Linked DNA regions of Sus scrofa: regions 2, 3 and 4 are each linked to region 1. A link is a contact called in public HiChIP or PLAC-seq data. All regions are on one chromosome and are shown on one strand. Each heading gives the region's core, a stretch centred on a gene start, on an enhancer-like site or on the middle of the called end of the contact. The rest is flanking DNA. Distances are from core to core; before and after follow the strand shown.

What was found. HiChIP or PLAC-seq counts read pairs in DNA pulled down with a chosen protein or histone mark.
Region 2: an H3K27ac HiChIP or PLAC-seq map of alveolar macrophages shows a contact between it and region 1. The contact joins two enhancer-like sites. A contact is called at or near these places in 1 of 47 Hi-C or Micro-C datasets (embryonic fibroblasts) and 1 of 2 datasets of contacts at active chromatin or transcription factors (alveolar macrophages).
Region 3: a contact with region 1 is called in an H3K27ac HiChIP or PLAC-seq map of alveolar macrophages. The contact joins two enhancer-like sites.
Region 4: a contact with region 1 is called in an H3K27ac HiChIP or PLAC-seq map of alveolar macrophages. The contact joins two enhancer-like sites. A contact is called at or near these places in 1 of 47 Hi-C or Micro-C datasets (liver) and 1 of 2 datasets of contacts at active chromatin or transcription factors (alveolar macrophages).

Annotation. Positions count from the first base shown.
Region 1 is chr4:40,181,509-40,184,605 of Sscrofa11.1, reverse strand. No RefSeq gene overlaps it. Among named protein-coding and RNA genes, the nearest start is that of SDC2, 54 kb to the right of the region's middle. Within about 2 kb of position 1,480, at least 4 of the 83 cell types and tissues checked have an H3K27ac peak or open chromatin away from gene starts, as enhancers often do. A contact at or near this core is called in alveolar macrophages, where this site is marked.
Region 2 is chr4:39,540,510-39,543,606 of Sscrofa11.1, reverse strand. All of the region lies in intron 7 of CPQ (carboxypeptidase Q), which reads left to right. Among named protein-coding and RNA genes, the nearest start is that of TSPYL5, 180 kb to the right of the region's middle. Within about 2 kb of position 1,551, at least 1 of the 83 cell types and tissues checked has an H3K27ac peak or open chromatin away from gene starts, as enhancers often do. A contact at or near this core is called in alveolar macrophages, where this site is marked.
Region 3 is chr4:39,567,328-39,570,424 of Sscrofa11.1, reverse strand. The region is part of intron 6 of CPQ (carboxypeptidase Q); the gene reads left to right. Among named protein-coding and RNA genes, the nearest start is that of TSPYL5, 210 kb to the right of the region's middle. Within about 2 kb of position 1,419, at least 9 of the 83 cell types and tissues checked have an H3K27ac peak or open chromatin away from gene starts, as enhancers often do. A contact at or near this core is called in alveolar macrophages, where this site is marked.
Region 4 is chr4:39,638,112-39,641,208 of Sscrofa11.1, reverse strand. The region is part of intron 4 of CPQ (carboxypeptidase Q); the gene reads left to right. Among named protein-coding and RNA genes, the nearest start is that of CPQ, 220 kb to the left of the region's middle. Within about 2 kb of position 1,553, at least 2 of the 83 cell types and tissues checked have an H3K27ac peak or open chromatin away from gene starts, as enhancers often do. A contact at or near this core is called in alveolar macrophages, where this site is marked.

The sequences.
Region 1 (3,097 bases), core at 231-2,730:
AGTTTCTGAAACTCTGCAAGGGAAGGCTGACCACAAGGAGCCCTGGTGTTTGGTGGAGGGATGACACCAACTTGTAAAAGCTGGCAGAAGGGAGTTGAGGGAATAAATGTGCCAGCTTCACATTCCTCCTCATTCCCTTCTCCTGGCACCTCCCACTGGTCAAACCTAATAGGAAGCCATAAGGTAAGGGGGTCTAATGCAGTAGTCCCTGTGGACAGCCCCCCAAACCACAAAGCGAGGGGGAGTAGGCTGAAGAGTGAAGGGAAAATACCCAGCCCTCACTCCACAAACAGACACAGTTAAACATATATCCTACAATTTCATAACAGCTTACAGTTAGCAAGTACTTTCAAAAATGTTTCAGGAATTCCCATCGTGGCTCAGCAGAAATGAATCTGACTAGCATCCACAAGGAGGCAGGTTCGATCCCTGGCCTTGCTCGGTGGGTTAAGGATCCGGCATTGCTGTGAGCTGTGGTGTAGGTCACAGACACGGCTCGGATCCCGTGTTGCCGTGGTGTAGGCCAGCAGCTGCAGCTCCAATTGGACCCTTAGCCTGGGAACCTTCCTATGCCACAGATGAGGCCCTAAAATGACAAAAAAAATATGTTTCACATATGCACCTGATTCCTAGGAGGTACTCGAAAAATAGTTATTGAATAAATCGATGAAATATAACATTTTCAACTGATCTAATTTTTTCTTATTCCCAATAATTAGGTTTCTTTATATATGTATATATATTTATATGTTTTACATATATAAACATACATATAATATTCATTATTATATGTTTGTATAGATATTTATGTTTTTTATATATTTATATATTTGTATATATTTGTTTTTTTATTATGGAAAATATACATAATTTACCATTTTAGCCACTTTAAAGTAGCATGAAATACATTCATGATGTTGCACAACCATCATGATTATCCAGTTCCAGAACTTTTTCACTATCCCAAATGGAAACCCCTTACTACCAATTTATTTTTAAAATGACAGACTTGTTTTGCATGCCAAGATTTTTGAAAGATAATTGGTATATAAGATCTATTAAATGGTGTGACAATATTCCTATTAGAAAAGTATAAAGGATAGTTCATGTTGTGGTGCAACGGAAACAAATCCCACTAGGAACCATGAGGTTGTGGGTTCAATCTCTGGCCTCGCTCAGTGGGCTAAGAATCCGGCATTGCCGTGAGCTGTGGTGTAGGTCACAGATGAGCTCGGATCCCATGTTGCTGTGGCTGTGGTGTAGGCCGGCAGCTACAGCTCCGATTCGACCCCTAGCCTGGGAACCTCCATATGCCATGGGTATGGCCCTAAAAAGCAAAAAAAAAAAAAAAAAAAGTAAAGGATAAAAAAAACCTTCAGTATGAGTCTGTCTAGAGGAAACAGTGAAATACACAAAGTTACGTAGAATTCACATAAAGTGTAGTGGACATTTAAGGAAATAACTTCCTTGATGAGCAAATCGGCCAGGAAGTTGATCAATTCTTCACTTCAGCTTGACTCTATAGAGACTAGTTGCCCAGAAAGCACATCCTTCTTCCTCCTCCAATGAGGAAATAGCCAGTTTTGATTCCCGAACTTTGCCAATGAAGCCCGAATAAATTCTTGAAGAGTTTAGGGCAGGCATAATTTCACAGTGGCAGTTGGCCCTCTCATGGCAGGTGGGAGGTCCGCCCTGGGTCTGCCATTTGTTAGCTGCGTGGAAGCAGAGCCTGCCGACCTGGCCTCTCTTATCTGTAAAACAGTGGGAATGGACTTTGAGCCCTAAAGCCCCTTGTGACACTAGGCTCTGCCCGAAAACCTCCAAAGCTTTTCACAGAAACACTCTCTCAATCTGAGGACAACAAATAGCTAAACACACAGTATTTACCCTTCTGATAAAATGGCCAGTGTGGAATTTGACCCTTTTGACAAATCCAACCGATATGAGAGCCAACATTCTGTGCAGGTAAAGCAGGTTTAGCACTTGGGGAAGCAATAAGCCAGATTCACTGACTAACATCCCTTTTAATGGGTATTTTAATGACACGGAGAAGCTAGTTCTGACCTTTTATCTATAGCACAGTTCTCCCCATGGTGCTGGCAGACTGGCACTGATCCATCCTCACCTGGTCTCCTTGGTAACCAAGGGCCTAGATCTGTGAGATGCTTGCAGGACATCTGGCCAGGATTAAGGTGTAGACACTCATTAGAGATCAAGTCCACAGCCCTGGCCTTTGAAGACCCTCTGCTAATGAAAGAATCAGCAGCCACGGACTGGGACATGGCGTGTGCTGCACTGTTGGCCGTCAGAGTGGCACAGTGGCTGAGAACATAGGCTCTGGAACCAGACTGCCTGGGATTAAATACCAAGCTGTCTCTCGCTAATGATGGAACCTTGGGCAAGTTTTAAGGTGCTTCTCTGGGCCTCGATCTCTTCACTTAGTAAAATGGGTTTACTAAAAGTACCTTCCTCAGGAGTTCCCGTCGTGGCTCAGTGGTTAACAAATCCGACTAGCAACCATGAGGTTGCGGGTTCGATCCCTGGCCTTGTTCAGTGGGTTAAGGATCCGGCGTTGCTGTGAGCTGTGGTGTAGCTTGCAGATGGCTCAGATCCCACGTTGCTGTGGCTCTGGTGTAGGCTGGCAGCTACAGCTCTGATTAGACCCCTAGCCTGGAAACCTCCATATGCCGCAGGAACGGCCCAAGAAATTGAAAAAAAAAAAAAAAAAAAAAAAAAAAAAACAACCTTCCTCTTGCAGTGGTGTCAGGATTAAATGTATTTAAGTGCTGAAAGTACCTAGAGCTATGTACAGCCAGGGTTCAAGGTGAATTAACCAGCAGTAGTAACAATGGGATGATTATGTAACACCAATAAGAAAAAGTGCATTGTTTTAGGGAGATCTGTAGCAAAGGTGGGACTAGAAAAACAGGCTGGAAAAGTTTCTGCTCTGATCCTTAACAAGTGTTCAAGGTTACACTAGCAGGGCAGGGATTTGAACAACATGAAAAGATTGCAAAAGTTGAGATCGATGACCTTGAGATCGCATCAGATGCGAGTCGGGATCCTAGCTCTGCAGATTACTAGCTGTGCAAACTCC
Region 2 (3,097 bases), core at 302-2,801, 640 kb after region 1:
AGAATCAGTTAATTTAGGCAGTGTTTTCCCAGTTTATTAATGTTATCAGGTTCAGAACCAAAGGGATAACAGGCTACTTGGCATGAACAGCAGTTTGGTGGCTGCTAAGAATTCTCTGCGGCGGGAAGACCCGGGTGGGTTCCAGGACCCTGTGGATGAAGTTTTGGCAACACTGAGCAGCTTATCACCCTGACTCCGTTTTCTCCAGTATGTGAGTGGAGATAATTATCCTTGCCTTCTATCCCCCAATGCTGATGTTCTGACAAATGTTGAGGCACAACTTGTGAAAATAAACTAATTTCTCTGAGGTAGTGTCGTTACCTAAGTAACAGATTTCCAGAAACCAAACACCCGTAGAAAATGAAGCATTGCCCTTGTGTTTTAGAATAACTTCCCTCAGTTTGGGATGATGGTTTGTAAACCTGTTTCCTCAGAGACACTGCCTCTAACTTCCACGTTTACTGTCATCCTGTCTCAATTCATTTCTCTAACGATATTGAGATGCCAGATTGCCTGTCTACACCACCCTTGAACTGGTGCCCTTGGAACTCTTACTTTCCCACGCTCAGAACCCAGGAGGTCAACCGTACTCGACTCGCCAACAATAGCAAACAGCCGCTGAGCCAGCCTAAAATGAGATATGGGATTAAAAGTCAGGTTAAACCACAAAGCCTCCCCACTCATGAGTCAGTGTGTGGGTGCCTCAATACAAGACTACATGCAAGAGAGAAAGACTGAGTGAGGGGAAGTTCTCAATGCTTCTTTGTTTGTTTGTTTTCCTTTTTTTTTTTTTTTTTTTTGTCTTTTTAGGCAAAACCTCGGCATATGGAGGTTTCCAGGTTATGGGTCGAATAGGAGCTATAGCTGCCAGCTGACACCACAGCCACAGCAATGCAGGATCCAAGCTGTGTCTGTGACCTACCCCACAGCTCACAGCAACACCAGATACTTAATCCACTGATCAAAGTCAGGAATTGAACCCGCAACCTCATGGATACTGGTCAGGTTCGTTAACCGCTGAGCCATGACGGGAACTCCTCAATGCTTCTTTGGAATCGGAATGTTTAAAGGAAGCATCCTTGCCCACCCTCACCAGGGAAACCTCCCTCTTGTTTTAGCCACATCACCCTTTCTGGTCACTTCACAGCTGCAAGAGTCACTTCTTGCAGCTTTGTCAACGGCCAGGGGAATGCCTGTGGTGGAGCAAGGCAGGTTTATCACTCTTATAACTCCTTGCAGTGAGGCAGGACGCATCCCATGAGGACCCAGGAGGCATCTCAATCAAAGGATGTCAAAAAGGACTTGGAAGATTTGGGTTTTGGTTAGGGCAGGGTTTGGATGGGTCCAGGGAAGCAAGGCTTTACTCTAGCTTGGTCGCTCTCTGGAAGGGGGATAATTTAATGACTGGGCATCTTAAATCTCCTGTCTATGGAGGGCAAACTCAATGGAGACTGATGTTGTAATGCGTGAAAGAAGCAGCCGTCACTCATATGACGCCAAAAAGGGGATGTTTAGTATTTTGTGGTTTGCACAGTGACTTTGTTTTAGTCTGGGCAAAACTATGAAATGGCCTGTTTTGGCTTGCTTCATCAGTCACAGAATGCCCTTATCTGATGCTGGTGTCCCATGAGATTCGTTACCCGTCCAGCTGGAGCACAAGATGGTCTGGCATCTTCGACCACCCTGCCGTCTACCTGTAGGTGTCACACAAGTTCCCAGATGTCAACGGCTGCTTTCTCCGTTTCCAGTTCAAATGTCTTTGTTGGGTAAAATCAGTTTTAGAGCAGTATGATTTTTGTTGTTGTGAACATTTCTCAGCGTAGGTGCTTTACACTCAGTGCTCTCCTGACACTTGGGAAATGGATGGAGAATTATTAAGCTTTGCCATTGTGTGTGATGTGATCAGTTTATCTGATCTCAAGTTATATGTCCCTAACATTTAAGAACCTACGCATTAGGGACATCTAGGGATTTAGGAACAGTAGGAAGAGTGAGGAAAGATCCCTCCCCAAGAAACTATAGGTTAGTAGGAAATTATAAGGAGGAGCAAGAGGATATAAAATTATGGCCAAAGTCTACTCAAGGGTGGAATAGATGGTTGACAGAGGGACATAAAATATCAGACCTATCTGAACTCCTTGCAGCCAGATAAGCTGCAAGAACCCTTAGAATCAATAACCAACAAGGCACATGATTCCTACCATTTTATAATTTCTTTGTTCATTTATACACACACATATGTATACCACCTGGCACTGACTCATGATACTGAAATCATGGGCTGCTAAAATTATGAGAAAAGGCAGCTCATGTTCCAGGAGGTTTTCTTAACTGAGGAGAAAGTAAGCAGGATGAAAACTCAGTAGAAAACTGTGCGACATTTAGTTCTAACCCCCATTACCTTTGAAATCTGTCTGAAATCTCTTGTCAACTGCGGTTATCCTCAGGACCTTAAGGTGTGACGCCTATGAAATGTTCATTTTCACATAGACATAGAATAGTGTGGGAGGGGTGCTCTTCTTTTCCAACAGGAACTTCTGCAGAAACACTCAGTAGAGAGGGACCTTCCTCAAGGGGTGCAGGGAGGGCCCCTGCGCTGCCACTGAGCGGCTTAGATAACCACGGAGACTGAACTCTCACTTGATACTTGGTACCCTGGCCACAGACAGTGGCCCCTCTTCTTTTCCAGATTCTTTGTAAGGACTAAGCCTACTGAGAGGTTAAACCACCCATCAGAATATGAAATCTCTAAGGGAACCCATTTGCCTGGTGATTTCTTTGCTTCTACTTTAAAGCCTGTTCAGATCCAATACTTGGAGGCTCCCCAACACCATAAGGTGTGAGGCTTCATGAACAGGTGGGGAAAGCACCTGGTAAGCTCCTCCTTCTACTCCTGGGGGTGTGTCAAAGCCTCCTTGCTCCTTTGTTCTTTTTCTTTTTCTCTTGTATCAGGCTGAGCATTCTGAAAGGAACAAAATTCTCCTCCGATAGCTCTTATATAACACTTTTGTGCTCGGCTCTCCAAGGATTGAGAATTGGACGCATAATTCTCCATTCATTTCCCAAGTGTCGGGAGAGAATTGAGTTTAACGGCTCC
Region 3 (3,097 bases), core at 170-2,669, 610 kb after region 1:
AATACCCTGGATATTGAGTTGTTTTTAGTCCTAAAAGAAATGTGAATACTGTTAATATCTCCTATAGAATACAAATAAAGTTCTTATTTCTTATGTTTTTATGCCATCTTTTCAGCCTTCCAACTCGCTCTCGTTACCATAGTGACATTTATAGAGGGATTATGTGTTTTCCATAAGATTAAGGGCCATCTATGGGCCTTAACCAGCTCAAGAGGAGAATTCACTGAGATCTAGAGTGCTTCGGAAGGCACTGAGAAAATTGAATTGCCTGAAAACACAGGCTTGTCTGGCAAGAGAAACCTACTGTGCACACTCATAGAATGATAGCGCTGGAAAGGGACCTCTGGAAGCCAGTTATTCTGTCCCCGTCTCCAGGCAGCATGGTGGCCAAACCACAATAGGTGTCTGTAATTTTAGTACTCATGTAGCTAACCCAAGACTGCCCATTCCCCAGAGCTGCAGCCAGTTTAGCTGTCAAATAAAAATAACTTATGGCCCTCCACCCTGTCATCGTCGCTTTCCTAGCTCTCCCTGGGTCCCCAAGGCTGTTCAAGACTGAATGCTAGAGAGTCAGAAATAAAAGTCTGAATCCCAGGGTAGACCTGACCAGAAAGTAAAATTATTCTTGATTTTGCACAGCGAGGAGAAACCTCTTTGCCTATCATCCAATCACCATGGGTAAATACAGAGCTAAAGCCCTGTGAGGCACTCACCTCCAGCTCCAGGGAATTCCAGCCACAATGGCAGCGCTAGAGAAGATGATTCTGGCAACTCAGCACATGGTCTCATGGAATGATTTCCTTTTGTGAACTTTACCACCATCATTTGTAAAATAGTAACATTTACCAGAGCAGGAAAGTGGTACTGCGACTAATTACCCCTTTCAGGGTGGAGTTTTTACTTCTTTGGAGATGGAACTGAGGAGGCTACACGATTAACTCAAATAATTAAGAGTCTCTTTTTCTTTTCATTTGATTTTGGGATTACAATGTCACTTTAGGTCCAAACCAAAGACAGGTTACCTAGGTTATGAGAAAATAAAAACTCTAAAACAAAAAGGAAGCCAAATGTGGTAGGAGGGGAGATGTTGGATTTGGGTCTAGGTTTCTGAAGAAGGAATTTTTATAATTTTATGAATCTGGAATTTTATAAATGCAAAAACACAAACATCATCCTCGTGTTTATATTAGGAAGTAAGCATTTGAAAACATGCAATATGTATTTTAAACACTGTTCTTCTTTTTCGTCTTGCGTTGCACCCAAAGAATGCTAATGGTTACCAAATTGCTCTTTGGCAGAGTTAGCTGACCCTTTAAAAAAAAAAAAAGAAGAAGAAGAAGAAGTGTGATAGGATGTGGCTCCAGCGCAAAACAAAGTCCTGGGAATCCTCAACTCTGAGCGGATATTAACTAATCCACTGATCCCAACCTAGGAGGTTAGCCAGGAGCATTTCTCTACATTGCATTAGGTCCATTACCTGGCAATGAATGACAGTTTCCATGGATCCTAATAAAGAGATGTTTCTCTTTATTAAGAGAGCAGAGTGGGAGTTTGCAGATGATATCTGAGCTCATCACTGAGCTTCTCAGCCTCCTCATTTTCCTGTCTGTCTCGATCGGTGCTAGCTGCCTCACCAATAATGCATTCAGTCTCTAGAAGAAGGTTTCTTCCTCCACCCTGTAAACAGGAGAACGGATATCTTGTTATGTATGCTCAAGAGGCTTGAGTGAAACCAGCATGGCTCTGCTTCGCTGTCACCAGCTATAATCAGCTTTTGAAATCTACACTGAGTGTGTCCCCAAAGAATCATGGCAGAGCAAGTAACACGGATGTTTGTGACAACACATTCCTGAGAAGCAGTGGATCTAAGAGCCCAGTGACCCAGCTCATTCATTCTGATTTCTTTGTGCAGACATATTTTGTTTTCCCAGCTCTTTGGCCATGTGCTAACGATTAGACAATGACTCCATAAATGAGGAGAAAAAGCAGTGTCATGGACGGTGGGTGGTTTGTTTTCTTAGTTCTTTATTGAAAACATATGGAGATGTTTATATATAAATAGAAAACAAAAGAATGCTGCCATCAGGTTAGCAGCAGCTAATAAAATTCTACATGAATAGAAATCACACATGTCTTTACCTCTGCCAGAATTCTGGTTTACTGACATCTACACATCCTGTCCAATTCGGTTGAAAAGATGTTTTATTATTTTAGGCTTTTTATTCTTACTTGGAAGGAAGTGATGGAGCAAGAGTTTTGTTCTTGCTTTTGTTTTTGTTTTTGTTCTTGTTCTTCTCTTTGCTTAATCAAATTACTTAATTAGCAGGGATAATAAATTCTATGCAAGCAGACCCTATATTGTGATCATGCAAAGAAAATTTAAACACTGGACATTAGTTTCACTACAGCCTTTGTAGTTCTTGAATTCAAAGTGAGGATTTGTGGCCTGACAGTTGGGAATAAGCTTCAGTAGACAGGGCAGTGGAGGGGTTGAGAGCACAGACGTGGGGAGGCAGACCTCTGGGTTTGAATTCTGGCTACACCACTTACCAGCTAGGTTACCTTGGGGAAGTTAATTAGCCTGACAAAACCTCAGTTGCCTCATCTGTGAAGTGAGAGATACAAGAGCACTTATAGAATGAGCATTGCATGAGATCAGCTGTAAAGCATTTCACACAGGCTCTGGCATGTAGGAAGCACAGTAAAAAATGCTACCTGTCAGCATTATAAGCAGCTAACAGAATGGTTTATATGGAGATTATCTGAAAATCTGAGAGATCCTTATCTTTAGTGGTCAGATCAGTAACAGCCACCATTGATCAAGTGCTAATTAAGTGCCAGGCTCTACAGTGCCCTCTTTCTTCCGACTCTGTGAACTGGGTGCCATTATTCTCCCCATTTCATGGAGGGAAAAATTGAGAGGCTACACAGACTGCCCGAAGTCACAGAGCCCGTGATAAGTTAATCTGACGATCACACTCAGATCAACCCCAGAGCCCAAACTTGTTATCATCTGCTAAACAGGTTGCCACTTAGTATCGGCACTGCCCCAAATTCCCGCATTCACATTATTCTCAGTGTTCCTGTCAACATCATG
Region 4 (3,097 bases), core at 304-2,803, 540 kb after region 1:
CGCTTTTAAAAGCTGGGTGTACAGAAGCATGTCCTCTGTTCTTCAGGCCCTTAGACTGAGAATATAGTTGGAGACGTACATATGTACCTACACACATAGTTATTACTAAAGGCATGATAACAAGTCTGCTTGTAGAATTGGGTAAGGTTTGCACGAGAGCCATTGTCCACCAAATAAAACCGAAAAACACTCAGTCCTTCAGGGAAGATCTGGGAGACTCTGTATGTGAATTCTTTCCTCCTCTCCCTTTAAAAAAAGTATTCCTGTGGCTATCTGTTCTCTCTGTCATAACTTCATTCCAGAATGAAGTGGGCCCTAGAGATGAAGCAGGCAGGTACCATTTTCCTCTTCCTAGGACACAGATATTTATTTGAAAGTTAATTTTATTTTAATGGGTTCCCACCAGCTTGACTGCAGGCAGAGTGGTAGTGTAAAAGGAGAGCTGGACCCATCTCAGTGGGATTTTTAGGTCATTCTATGCCACAAATTACTTTTTTGGCCCCTGGAAGGTCATTTGAACTCCCTGGACTTTGTTTTCTCCATTTCTGTTCAACTGCTAGCTTCCAGAGTATTTTATCCACTCTAGATTGGAATAAAAATTGTGCCTCTCTAGGCTTGGAATCTTACTTCTTTAGTACTCAGCATGGGACCCTAAATCACTGTTAATTGAGTTGAATTCAATTGCATGAGTAAATGTCAAACAGCATGCAAAGGTGAATTGAGTATCTTTTTCCAGCTCTGAAAGTACATTGACTTCAGTTGCTTTTGATAGCTAGTAATCTGTCTCCATCAATTCAGGGCTTAACTCTCCGATAGCGTTCTGAAAAGCTATATAAACATGAATAAAACTCTAAAATAAAGAGGAATATTTCTTTTGAGTAGGTGTTAAGAGGCAGCATGGCATACTGTAAAAAAAAAAAAAAGCAAAACAAAACCTCTGAAACCAGACTGTCTGGGTTCAAATCCCAGCTCTGCAATTTAGTAGCAGGTGGTCTTAAGCAGGTTACTTTGCCTTTTTGTGGCTGTTTTCTCATCTGTGAATTGGAGGTAATAATAGTTCCTATCTCATAATGTTGATTTGAAAATTAAATAATCAATTCCCTTAATAATTAAAACAGTGCCTAACCCAATCCTAATACTCCATAAATTTTAACTTTTGTCATTTACTAAGCATGACTCTGACAGTACCATATTTTTTATGTAGGAGAGGATTATATGTATTATATATGTATGTATATATATGAAATGTGTGTATATAATATATATTATATATATAATACATCTATATTTTTAACTCCCACCCACTTAGTGATTGCTTTGCCTTCTAACTCAATGTATTAGTTGTACTGATATAACTCCAGGGCCAGCTGCTATGATATCCCTATATATCCTTTCCCTTTATTATTTAAGTCACCACCCCTTGTATGATGGAAATCCACTGACCTCCTTCACTTGTTTTCCACTTTCATACTAAATTTGTAAGAGTCTGAATTTCTCCTGGTCACTTCCTGCTTCCACTTCCTACTCGCTAAGTGCACACTTCCTGCTTCCACTTCCTACTTACGCTGAATGCACAGAACCCACGAGATACCTCATATCCTGCGATTGCACTCACTAAGTCTTACTCTTTAATTTTAAAATTAGAATTAGATTGTCAAGTTCTTTTTGTAGATTGTCCATGTGTTTTAATATGAAAAACTAGATCTGACATAGACATATGCATTCTAGATGAAACTTCTGACATACTTGAGTAAGAAATAGGACTTTGGGCTAGAGGCCACAAAATGGGTTCATAATTATATTACTTAATTACATTGAGCCCAAACTATTTGGTTGGTGACATATGAACTCTCTATGGCAATCTATTTTTCCAAGAAAAGTGAGACTCCTTTTGGCTGCTGTTCCTTGGACAATATGTCATGCAGAATGCATGTCAAAGTCCCTCAGTGGGGCTTGTTAATTTGAAGTGTTGGTCCAGTGGGACTTTCTGATATTTAGGAATATTGTTCTAAGAGTCATCCTTCACGTCTCTTCCCCTTTGTTCACTTCTTTCACTACTCATTGTAGATTCACTCTTTTGCCCAAGCCATCAGCTAAAACCATATTCAGTTAATCTAACAGAAGAGGTATCTGTGCTTTGCAAATAAAATCAGTCATTCCTAAGTAACTGTCAACAGAAGGCTATTTGCTGTGAAATGCTGTTGAATGCTTTTTTGTGTTTGTGGTTTACTGGACATGAAACTGTTTATTTGAAATGTCATTTCATGGAATGTTCTGGTGTCAGTGGACAAAGCCTATGGCCAAAGATGTTATGCTTCAAAATGTGCATTTGGCACATAAATAATAAACCACCATCCATCCCAAAATTCTTCCAACTTTACCATTTTCTGTGAAGTTGGAATTTTAAGTTTTCAAGCCTACACAAGGGGCAAAAATTAGAATTAGCAGTACTACATGGTCGTTGCAATGTGAGATATATGTGAAACATCTTTTTAGAGAAGCATTAAATATAAGCATCTTGACTGTAATTTTTATAAAGCTTGAAAATCTACGTGTTAGAAAAATATTTTATTTATATATTTCTTCACTTGTTCACTCAACAAATATTAACTGTGTACTGATTGCATGTCAAGTGTGCCAGGTACTTTGTAACAAAGAGGAAGGAGACATAGTCCTTGAAGTCTTTGAAGTGGGAGAGATGTTTAATTCAAAAATTGCAGTGAAATTGTTATCAGCTCTTTAATTGAAGTGTGTGCAGATTACTTTGGGCAGCTCATGAAGGAAGGGAGCGGTGAGGCTTGGCTGAGTCAGGGCACCTTCGTGAAGGTGATCTTTGAGCTTTCTTTTATAAAGATAAATAGAAATCCTTGATGGAAAGGGGGCGCAGTGAAGAATTCCCAGCAGAGTATAGCGCTTCCTGTCTTGCACGTCATTAAAAATGAGGAGGAAACAGTTGACAGAAACAGGCTTGGGATTTTGGGGGGAATGGAGCATTTGCAGAATGGCAGGAGATACTCTTTTTACTGGATATACTTATATAACATTCGATTTTTGTGTAACAAACATGTTACTTTGGTAAATAGAAAAAAAAAAAAAA